Regions from separate parts of the Muntiacus reevesi genome. Here region 2 is linked to region 1. A link is a contact called in public Hi-C data. All regions are on one chromosome and are shown on one strand. The core of a region is the stretch at or near the end of the contact, and the rest is flanking DNA. Distances in the headings are between cores, read along the strand shown. Region 1 holds the start of HORMAD2 (HORMA domain containing 2). Region 2 holds the start of AP1B1 (adaptor related protein complex 1 subunit beta 1).

Region 1 (5,857 bases), core at 2,165-4,664:
AAATAATCTAAAAATATAAAGACATTTATTTTAAATATGGAATCAAAAGGGCCATTTGTAGTAATGAAGACCAATGACTGGAAAAGGCCTCTAGAATTGTTACTTTTCTAACACTCCGGGAATTTTTTTCTCAGCTCAACTGGTCCAATATTTTAAGAGGTATCATGCACATTTTTATAAATGTCTAGTACATGAAAATACTGTGGCTTAGTAATAGAAAACACTGTTATAAGTTATTTTAATAAGAAAGTGTGCTAATGACGTAAGTAATGTTTGACAGCTCACCTGTCAAGCTATGTGTGTGTGAGTCGCTCAGTCGTGTCTGACTCTCTGTGACCCCATGGACTCTAGAGCTCAGCTGTCAAGCTACATGTGTGTGTGTGAGTCGCTCAGTCGTGTCTGACTCTCTGTGACCCCATGGACTCTAGAGCTCAGCTGTCAAGCTACATGTGTGTGTGTGAGTCGCTCAGTCGTGTCTGACTCTCTGTGACCCCATGGACTCTAGAGCTCAGCTGTCAAGCTACATGTGTGTGTGTGAGTCGCTCAGTCGTGTCTGGCTCTTTGCAACCACGTAAACTGTGGCCCACCAGTTTCCTCTGTCCATGAGATTCTCCAGGCAGGAATACTGGAGTGGGCTGCCATTCCCTCCTCCAGGGGATCTTCCCGATCCGGGGTTGAAGCCGGGTCTCCCACATTGCAGGCAGATTCTTTACCATCTGAGCCACTGGGGAGCCCTATGGCAAGTTATAGTACTTCTCTGAGTTTCAGTTTTCTCCTTATTTCAAGGCTTAATTGAAATAATAATACCAATCTCTTGGCACAGTGCCCAGCACATAATTATTGTTGTTTCCAGTAAAAAAAAAAAAAAAAAAATAGCAAAATCATACAGTCTTTTGAAATTTTCTGGGAGAAGTAGTTCATGCAGTCCAAACTACAAAGATCTGTTTGTATCAAAAGGTCAATTTGTTAATTGACAGCGCGAAAAATAACTGCCAAACTGATTGCAATTCATCTACCCAGCTAAGCATTTCCACCCCAGGAAGGAAGCACACTTAGGAAATCCGATGAGATCAGGAGTCTGCTTGTTGAATATATTGAATTCAAGCCAGAAAGATGACGGCTTTCTCTCTGCCCCAATTCTCCTTCAACTTCAATCCTTCCTACCTCTGCTACAGCTTAATATTCTTAAAACAGTAATTTATTCAACTGTCCTGGTAAAACTGCTGACTTTCCATTGATTGCAGAATAAAGCATAAGTCCTTTAGCCTGGCTTTTAAGATCCACACTAATTTGTCCCCAAACTTCCTATTCAATTAATTTTCCTACTTCTGTCCAACATGATGAAGGTCCACTCCAGTACGGACGAGTTCTTTGTTACTCTCTGAAACATGCCATGCTCATTACTTATTTGAGCCAAGGCATATGCTAGTTTTTCCTCATGGAATTCTCCTCTCTCTCCTCCATCCTAATCCTTTTCATTATTTAAGGCCCACCTTAAATCTTGTCTCCTTCTTAAGGAATATACAAACCATTCCAATCTATACAAAAATCTCTAAATTTCTATCATTTGTATTACTTTACTCTTTTTTTAAAATTTAAAAATTTTTTTTCCTTTATTAGTTGAAGGCTAATTACTTTACAATATTGTAGTGGTTTTTGCCATACATTGACATGAATCAGCCATGGATTCACATGTGTTCCCCATCCTGAACCCCCCTCCCACCTCCCTCCCCATCCCCTCCCTCTGGGTCATCCCAGTGCACCAGCCCCGAGCACTTGTCTCATGCATCCAACCTGGACTGGCGATGTTTCACACTTGATGACATACATGCTTCAATCCTGTTCTCTCAGATCATCCCACCCTCGCCTTCTCCCACAGAGTCCAAGTCTGTTCTGTACATCTGTGTTGCTTTACTCTTGTCACAAATATTTAATGCATATACTGCATTGTATATTGACTTACCTCCTGTAAGTCATTTCCCCAACCAGATTATAAACTTCTGGAACATGAAGATTCTTTTTTTTAATTCTCTAGAACACAGTGTTACATATATGTTATGTAATACTGAGCTTTCAATGAATAAATGAATGATTCATTAATGACTGTCATGGGACAAGATAAACTTGCCCAGGTGAACCCAGCAAGGTCGCCTGGCCCCGTCATGCGCCCCCAGGATCCTAGTTTCTGTCAGCGCCCTCTCCTTCAGCTCTTATAACTGCATCAGTGTGTATCAGAAGTTTCCTGTGTCAGGAAGTGAATGTCTAACAAGGAACCTTTCTCTTTAAATATCTCTTTTTGTTTCTGATTTCTTTTACTCTGGTTGTTGTTCAGTCACTCAGTGTCTGACTCTTTGCATCCCCGTGGACTGCAGCACGCCAGGCTTTCCTGTCCTTCACCATCTCCTGGAGCTTGCTCAAACTCATGTCCACTGAGTCAGTGATGCCATCCAACCATCTTGTCCTCTGTCTTTCCTTTCTCCTCCTGCCTTCAATCTTTCCCAGCATCAGAGTCCTTTCCAATGAGTCAGATCTTCACATCAGGTGGCCAAAGCACTGGAGCTTCAGCTTTGGCATCAGTCCTTTTAATGAATATTCAGGATTGATTTCCTTTAGGATTGACTGGTTTGATCTCCTTGAAATCCAAGGGACCCTCAGGAGTCTTCTCCAACACCACAGCTCAAAAGCTCCAATTCTTTGGCACTCAGCCTTCTTTATGGTCCAACTGTCACATCTATACATGTGGAATGTAGTCATGGCTTATACATGACTACTGGAAAAATGGTAGCTTTGACTATACAGACCTTTGTTGGCAAAGTAATGTCTCTGCTTATTAATACTCTGTCTAGGTTTGTCATAGCTTTTCTTCCAAGGAGCAAGCGTCCTTTAATTTTGTGGCTGCAGCCATCATTGCAGTGATTTTGGTGCCTGAGAAAATAATGTCTGTCATGGTTTCCACTGTTTCCCCATCTATTTGCCATGATGGGACCAGATGCCATGATCTTCATTTGTTGAATGTCTCACGAGATGAACCTTCATCTGAAGATGCTTCAAGCCTGACATCTAGAACTCTTCCCTCAACTGGTAGTTCTCTGGACTCATAACTTCACAAAACTCTTTTACTCTAGAAAGTCTAAACATATAAACATGAAACAAGCACCCAGGAAGTTACTTCATAGAAATCTATTCTAATTTCCTGAACATCCTCAGTCCACTAGCCAGTTAAAATGTAGACATACTCTGCCAGGATATTATGTGCCAATTAACTGATAAAGCTGCTGTTTTAAAAAACACCAAAGATTAAAGTCATGATTCTGAATTAACTCACTAAATAGTCATTGATTTTCTTTTAATTCTTAATAAATACCTTAGATGTCTTGTGAATTCTGATAGAGCGAGAGAGCTGAACAGTGGCCATGATAGTAAGGTATCAGGATTCTTTTAACAAATCTAACCTGTAGGAAAAAAAATTAATTAGCGACCTTGCCTAACATAATCCTTTTATTGCGAATCTTAAAGAACTATATAATTAGCATTTGATTGTATTCTTTGGAAAATTAGTTTAATAAACATCTCCACAAGCAATTTTCTATAAATTAGAGTAAGATCTCTGGATTAGTTTTTCCAACCACCCAAGGAAAATATAAGTTGACTTCCTCGTTCCCAAATACATTTGGAGGAGAATAATAAATTACAAATCCCCTAAAGGTTTGACAATGTATTTTACTCATCCTTGTTATTCCCGCAGAGTGTTAAAAGTGCTCTCTATATAACAGGGGCTTAAAAATTATTTCTTGAGTTAATTTCATGTATAATTGATTTTCAAAGTCAACTCAAAAATTAAAGTTTACATTTCATACCCATTAGGACGGCTATTCAAAAAGATGGAAAATAACAAGTGTAGGTGAAGATGTGGCAACATTGGAATCCTTGTGCACTGCTGGTAGGAATGTAAAGTGGTGCAGCTGCTAGAGAAAACAGTATGGCAGTTACTAAAAAAGTTCAGTAGGTTTACCATACTATCCAGCACTTCTACTTCTAAACTCAGAAGTATCAAAAAGTGTTAGTTGCTCAGTTGTATCCAACTCTTTGTGACCCCATGAACTGCAGCCCACCAGGCTCCTGTCCACTGGATTTCCCAGGCAAGAATACTGGAGTGGGTTGCCATGTCCTTCTCCAGGGGGGTCTTCCCCACCCAGGGATCAAACCCACGTCTCCTGTGTTACAGGCAGATTCTTTACCATCTGAGCCACCAGGGAAGCCCAAAATGTATTGAAAGGAGGGATTCAAACAGACACACACCAATGTTCATAGCAGTATTATTTATAACAGTCAAAAGGTAGAAACAACCCAGAGGTCCAAGAATAGTTGAATGGACTTTTAAAATATGGTAAAGACAGTGCTCGCTTCGGCAGCACATATACTAAAATTGGAACGATACAGAGATTAGCATGGCCCCTGCGCAAGGATGACACGCAAATTTGTGAAGTGTTCCATATTTTTTTAAAATATGGTATATACAATGGAATATTATTCAGTATTAAAAAATAATGAAATTATGATATATGTTGCAACATGGATAAATTTGAAAACATTATGCTAAAAAAAAAGAAAACATTATGCTAAATGAAATAAACCAGACACAAAAGGATGCCTATCACATGATTCCACTTATATGAATAGAGATAGCTAAAGTAGTCAGATTCATAGTGACAGAGAATAGAACAGAGGTCACTAGGGGCTGGAGGGTGGAAGGAATGGGGTGTTCAATTGGTACAGAGTTTCACTCAGGCTGATGTAAAATTTTTAGAAATGGGTAGTGGTAATGGTTGTACAACACTGAATGCACTTAGTGCCACTCAGTTACCTACTCAAAGATGGTTGGGATGATGAATTTTATGTACATTTTACCACAATAAACAAGCATTAATGTTTAAAAATACATACAGTTTTCACTATCTCACTTCACTAACAAAAAAGAAGTAAATTTCCTTTTTTCTTTTTAAAGGACTTAATTTATATTGTTTCAAGATTTTATGGAGTTCTGACCAAAATATTAGTAAAATAATCCACTTAAAGAAATTCTGGATCACCTAGGATAGCCTGTGACTTGATTTTGTGTATAAATTAATGCAAGATTCTGGAAGATTTTGCAAATAAAAGAGGGCAGAATTATTTAAGAACACTGCCACAAGGTGGTGATAGAGATTATAAACAGGTAATAATTTCTCTCAATTTACTTCTTCAGAGCAGCACTAGGGGACACTCTTTTACAAGATTTAAATAAGACTGACAACCGCCTGATAGTCCTTTGGTCCTTAAAGATTCCAAGGTGTCTTTTGTTGACTTCAGATTATAACCTTCATTTTTGAGCGTAACCTTCAAAAGTGACTCAACATGATCACTGTCTCCTTTACAACTTCAAGAAATGGGAAAAATAAGTAACTATGAGAGTTTACACTCCAGTTCTGACCCAGTAAACCAAGATAAACTACCACCTATTGGGGTAGTTATTAGAGACAATAAATAATAGGGAATAATAATTTCAAGTGGGTGGCTTTTCATATTGGTGGATTTTTAAATAATTTCTCTATGATCACAAGGTATTCTGATGGCATTTCTAGAAAATCAAGCCCTGAAAATAGTATCAGGCTATTAGAACACAATGCATTTTACTACATCCATGTATTTGGAATATATGAATAACCTGGGTTTAATTTATATTATCGCTGAAAGCTCAACCTTCCAGGATACTTGCTTTTGAGAAGGGATTCAAAGCTAGTCACTATTAAGCATTTGGTACATATCTGGGGAATTAACATTTATAAAATTAGTGAAGTTAAATTTTCCATACACACAT
Region 2 (5,857 bases), core at 2,324-4,823, 480 kb after region 1:
TCCTGTCTCCTGCACTGCAGGCGGATTCTTTATCACTGAGCCACCAGGGAAGCCCCGCCTGCTCTTATCAGTAGCATATTTTGAGCTCTCCTGCCAGGCTTAGCTGCAGGAGAGGAGGCCTAGGGCTCCAGGAGGGCGGGGAGAAGTCCACTCTGTCCAGTGGCCTGGTTTTCTCATCTTTCCTTGGGAGCAGTCTTGGGATTGAACTGTTAGGAGAGTTCAGTGGGTTAATATGTGAAAAAGCCTAGCACAGTGACTGGTCCATGTAACTGTTAGTAGCAGGAATATCGTCCTTCGCAGTTCAGGCTGGACATCACCTCCTCCAGGAAGCCATCCTGGTGTTATAATTGTCTCTTTGTGTCTCTCCCATGCTCCACCACAGCCCCAGGAAGGGATCGTGTTGCCTCTTGCTCACTGTTATAGCCCCAATATGGCTGGCTTTGTGTCAAATTTATTTTATGTGAAAGAGTGGGACTCGTGAGAACACCTACCTGGGGCTTTGAGACCGGTCCCTCAGCGCTGCCACTCACACACTGGCTTGAGCTCTTGGAGCTGCAACAACCCACCTCCCCGATAAAGCGGGGCTGGTGTAAGGAGGAAATGAGACCCTCTGCACACCTCCTGGCCCAGCGCAGGCGCCCCATAAACGTTCACTGCTGCTCCTGCACTTTCTGCTCCAGCTACCCACAGCCCCAGCCCAGCGCCCAGCGCAGCACCAGTCACGCTCGTGTCTGCGGCTCTGTCACCCTCGCCCGAAAATCTGGAGAGCTAGCAAGAGCACAGTCGTTGCCTCAGCCCTGTGACGGTCCCACAGCCCAGGGCGTGCTTCAGAGCAGAGGCTTGCGGGACGCTTTCCGAGGGCTCAGACGTCCGGCAACTTTGCCATCCTGCTTCTGCACTGCTGTCCCTGAGTTACCTTTTCCTTCTGTCTCTGCCTGTGCAACTGTGTTCTTATTGGGCGAAACCTGGCATAAATGTCACCTTCCCCTGGGATGTCTTTCCTGAGCAAACTGACCCTGTGACTTCTGTCTCCTTGCAAATCTTCAAGCTCTGACTGCTCCTACTGAGAACGTGTCACTTTCACATAAGCTGTCCATCTTGGTACCGGGAAGTTTCTCGGTTTGTGTTGTTGGCTAATTCTTCTCTTTCGATGGCACATACCCAGTGAAATTTTGCTTTCCAAAGAGACTGATGGCATTTGCCAACATTTATCATCGGGGAAAGGTCTGATGGTTCCTCCAGACAGTCATGCATAGTACACAGAATATGGCACATGCATGTATAATTCTATTTGTTTCCTGTCTTCTTCAGAAAATTATTTAAAAATGGAATAAGCTCTGTAATGTAGTTAATGGTATTATTTCAATGCCAATTTCCTGGCTTTAAAAAAATGTTTATTTATTTATTTGGTTTGGCATGTCGGATCTTTCACTGTGGAATGTATAGTTGCTCCAGGACATGTGGGATCTTAGCTTTCTGACCAAGGATGGAAACTGCATCTCCTGCATGGGAAGGCAAAATCTTAACCACTGGACCATTAGGGAAGCCCCCAATTTCCTGGTTTTGATATTGTAATACCAAGGCATAAAATGTCACCACGGAGGGAAGCTAGGTGAAGGGCATATGATACACTTCATGTACTATTTTTGCAATTACCTGAAAATCTATAATTACTTTAAAAATAACATTTTATAAAAGTATTTGAGGCTGATTAAACTTATAAAACTATGTTAAATATTAAAATAATAATATCTGGATTATATGGGGCACACAGACTTGGATGTGTGTGCTTATTTATGATACATTTTATAATATTATATTATACTTATACATAATGTATAATATATACTATGTTATATATAATATACATAAATATAAATATATAATATATACATATATTTTTAATTATATAAATATATAATGTATACACAATATACATATATTTATATAATATATATTATATATAATTATAATATATATACATATATAATATATACATAATATATACATATACAATATATATCATATATATTATATATAATATATCATATATTATATATCATATAATATATAATATCTAATATGCATTATATATTATATATCATATATTATGTATAATATAACTATATATTAATATATTATACATATATCATATATACATATACATACATATATGTACATATATAATATATATTATATTTATACATATTGTAAATATTATATTATATATCATATAATATATGATATAGTATTAATTATATAATATATAATATATATAAAATATTAATGATATATTAATGTATAATATAATATAAATGTAACTATTATACATGTATATAAAAATATATATTATATGTAAATATATAATATGTTAATATATAAATTTATAATTTATAATATAATTCATAAATATTTACATATATTTATATATTAACATATATTATATATTATATATTTACATGTGTAATATATTAGTAATATATAATATATATTATATTATACATACTATATAACGTTATAAATAAAATATATATTATATTTTATAATTATATATAATATATAAATATATTTATATATACATAATATATAAAATGTAATCTAAAATTATACATTTTATAATATTAAAAGACTAGTGATAAAATGCACAACTGTAGGGGCTGTTTCGGAGAACAGATATTGGAAAACACCAAAGAGAAATGTATTTATTGCTTTGGGAAACTTTTACCAATATCTTGGTGAATTAAAAATACTGAATGGATATATCGAGTCTGGAAGGATATTCACCAAAATGTTAAAAATTATTGTCTCAGGGTGGCAGGTTTGCAGGATTTTTTAAACCTCCTTTTGCTTACTTGTATATTCCAGAAATCAAATATTATTTTAAATGTTTTTAAGAGGATGATCAGAAATTACCTAGGAGGAGGAGAAAGTTAATAGTACCAGAGTTGGGCGTGAGATACCTATAGCAACCCTGGCCTGGCCGACCCAGCAAAACGGGAAATGGAACATTATGAAGTTCTCCTTAGAGGGTGTGAGGTTTTCCCGATGACGCGGAATTCCACGAAGGGCTGCTTCAAGCTGTAGGTTAGACTTACAGCTCTAGTTTAACTCTTCTCTTCACAGGTAAGTGATCTTGAGCAACACCGGCGCCTCTCAGAGACTGAGTTTCCCTGTTTGTAACACAGAAGGGAAGCCGACCTCCAAACAAAGAAAAAAAATAGACCTCAAAGTCTCTATGATCTTCTCCATCTCCATCACGTTATATAGGCTCAGTTCAGTCGCTCAGTCATGTCCGACTCTTTGCGACCCCACGGACTGCAGCACGCCAGGCCCCCCTGTCCATCACCAACTCCCAGAATTTAGTCAAATTCATGTCCATTGAGACGGTGATGCCATCTAACCGTCTCGTGGTTTTTTTGCTCGGCGGAGCAGCTACGTGTCGGGGGCGGAGTTAACTCAGACGCCCCGCCCCTTGGCCCCACCTCGCTGTCTCCGCCCCCGCCTGGGTTGTACCCTTGACCCCGCCCCTAGCCCGTGCGTCCACCGGAAGTGCCCGCGCGCGGGCAGCTCACTTCCGCCTGGCAGGTGACAGCCGCGGGGCTCCGAGCGTCCGGCGGCGCGGGTGCACGGAGAGAGCGGGAGGACAAGGCCGCGGACATTTTCCTGCCGCGTCGAGCCGCGCCGTGGCGTCAGGAGCCGTTCGGACCTGCGGGTGAGGAAGCGGGGAGCCCGGCGAGGCCAGAGAAGAAGTGGGGCGGGGAGTCGGGAGTCTGAGGTGAGGGGTTTCTGGGGTCAAAGGTCACGGAGAGGACGGGGCGCTGGAGGGTCTAGGGTGGCTTCCCAGGCCGGGACGAGGCAGAAGGGCTGCGGGTTCATTCATTCGCGCCCCCTTGGCCGCCGGCGTGCACCCCAGCCGTCCCAGGTCCGCAGTCTCTGCCGGGGCGCCCTCCCGTTGAGACTCCTAGACTTAGGCCCAGGGGAGCTTGCGCCCGGCCTGACAGGGAACTTCTCTTCGGGTCTTGGTTCCCCCTGCACACTCACCGCCGTGGCTGCCCTGAGGCCTCCTCGTCGTTGAGGGCCTTATCTCTTTGCCAAGGTTCAAAAAAAGGAAAAAAAAAATTATGAAACGGCCTGGCGCCACCGCCTCTAGGGTGGGGTTGGATAGAGGTTGGGTCTGTCCATAGGCGCCTCACAGGCGAGGTAACTGGGGACCCCTGTGGTAATGCCAGAACTACTGATGGGAATGCTAGCTGCTGGTTTTTGAGCTGCCACTGTGTGCAGGCACCGTGCTCATAATGCCGCATTTACGCTTCCCAGCAAGCTCTGTGAGATAGCTACTATTATTATCCCCATTTTATCCACGAGGAAACTGAGGTGCAGAAAAGTTATATCACACCTGTAAGGTCAATCAGGTAGTATGGATGAGAACCAGGGCTCGCAGGGACCTGCAGCGTGCTGCGACTGAAGCAGGTTTGGCGTTTAGGGGCTGTCTAATGTCTTTAGCCACCATTAAATTTATTTGCATCTATATAAAGATATATTTCCCTGGAGAAAGAAATGGCAACCCACTCCAGTATTCTTGCCTGGAGAATCCCATGGACAGAGGAGCCTGGTGGGCTACTGTCCATGGGGTCGCAGAGTCGGACACAACTGAGCGACTGAACAACATATACAGATGTAGCTTTCTTGCTTCTCATCTAACCTTCCTGAGGAGCATTTGATTCCCTTAATTTAGGATGAAATGGTCTTGCAGGCCATTGCTATAACTGATTACTGTTTAGGACAAGAAAGGATGTTTTTCCCGACTGTTGAGAACTGCGAGACATGAAACAGGCTAGCCATGCAATGAGTTTAATATGTTGAACCTCTCTTGAGAGTGGTGGAGCTGCATTCTTTTTCAAGTAAGGGGAGGAACCATATGACCCCTAGGGTATCTTTTGGCCCTAGGTTCTTGAAGAGCATTCCCAAGGCAAGGGCCTGAGTCTCTGAGAAAAGTGCAGGTCCCATGGCTTCTTGACTGGGGAACGCACACGTTGCCTGGGAGATGGTGAGGTGGTTTCATGGCCAGAGGATTAGGTCTTGTGAGTCTGAGCCTTACTCAGTTTCCCTGATAGCAACACAGACCTGCTGACTTCCTACCCACTCCTGGGTTTTACGAGCCTTAATGAACCCATGAGGGTTTCTACACACTTCTAAAGAAAGCTGGGGTATAAATATTACTGTGCAGTGCCTGTTTTTAAACTCCACTGTCTGTTTCCCTAGTTCCATTGAATTCACAGAAACTTAATATTGTCACCTGACCCCATCCTTCCAAGGGAGGATTTGAGATGAAGTGACTTGTCACAGATGGCAGGAACATGAGCAGTGCTCAGAGTGTCTGACTCCCTGTCCTGAGTTGAGCCCCCCAGGCTCCTTCAACCCCTTAGGGCAGCGTCATGAAGAGTGGCTTCACTAGTGTTCAAAGACTCAGATCCCTCAGACGTTGTTTAAAGTTTAACTGTTGAGTGTGGTTTGAGTAGAGTCTTCACCTGAGCGACTTGAAGAGCTCAGCAGTGTGGTGGAAAGAGCCTTCCTTGTCCCCCCATCTGTCAGCCGTGGATTCTTCTCCCAGTTCGGCAGCTTCTTGGTAGTCTGACCCAGAGCCGCCTTTACCTCAGCTCTACAATAATACCACCACCTTCCCCTCCCCCTCAGCACTGGCTCATGTGGGAGCGGGACAAGGATGTTTGTGCAGTCTGTTGTGGCGAGTGCCTTGACCCTAGTCAGTTGATGTTTCCTGGGGGCCTGGTTTCGGGGGTATTACTTCTCTCTGCAGAGACCTTTGTGTACACAGGACTTCTCCCATCCTTCTTGTTTC

What was found. Hi-C and Micro-C count contacts between places; a contact is called where the count stands out from the background.
Region 2: a contact with region 1 is called in a Hi-C map of blood, with 7 times the contacts expected there. The contact joins the promoter of AP1B1 here to the promoter of HORMAD2 in region 1. A contact is called at or near these places in 2 of 3 Hi-C or Micro-C datasets (blood and muscle).

What each region holds. Positions count from the first base shown.
Region 1 is chr13:4,724,931-4,730,787 of mMunRee1.1, forward strand. It overlaps HORMAD2 (HORMA domain containing 2), which reads right to left and starts at 3,415. Exons shown (of 10, transcript XM_065904872.1): 1 at 3,365-3,415. The coding sequence starts at 3,415. LOC136146248 (U6 spliceosomal RNA) reads left to right here and starts at 4,397; the gene lies at 4,397-4,500.
Region 2 is chr13:5,204,669-5,210,525 of mMunRee1.1, forward strand. It overlaps AP1B1 (adaptor related protein complex 1 subunit beta 1), which reads left to right and starts at 3,574. Exons shown (of 21, transcript XM_065904340.1): 1 at 3,574-3,712.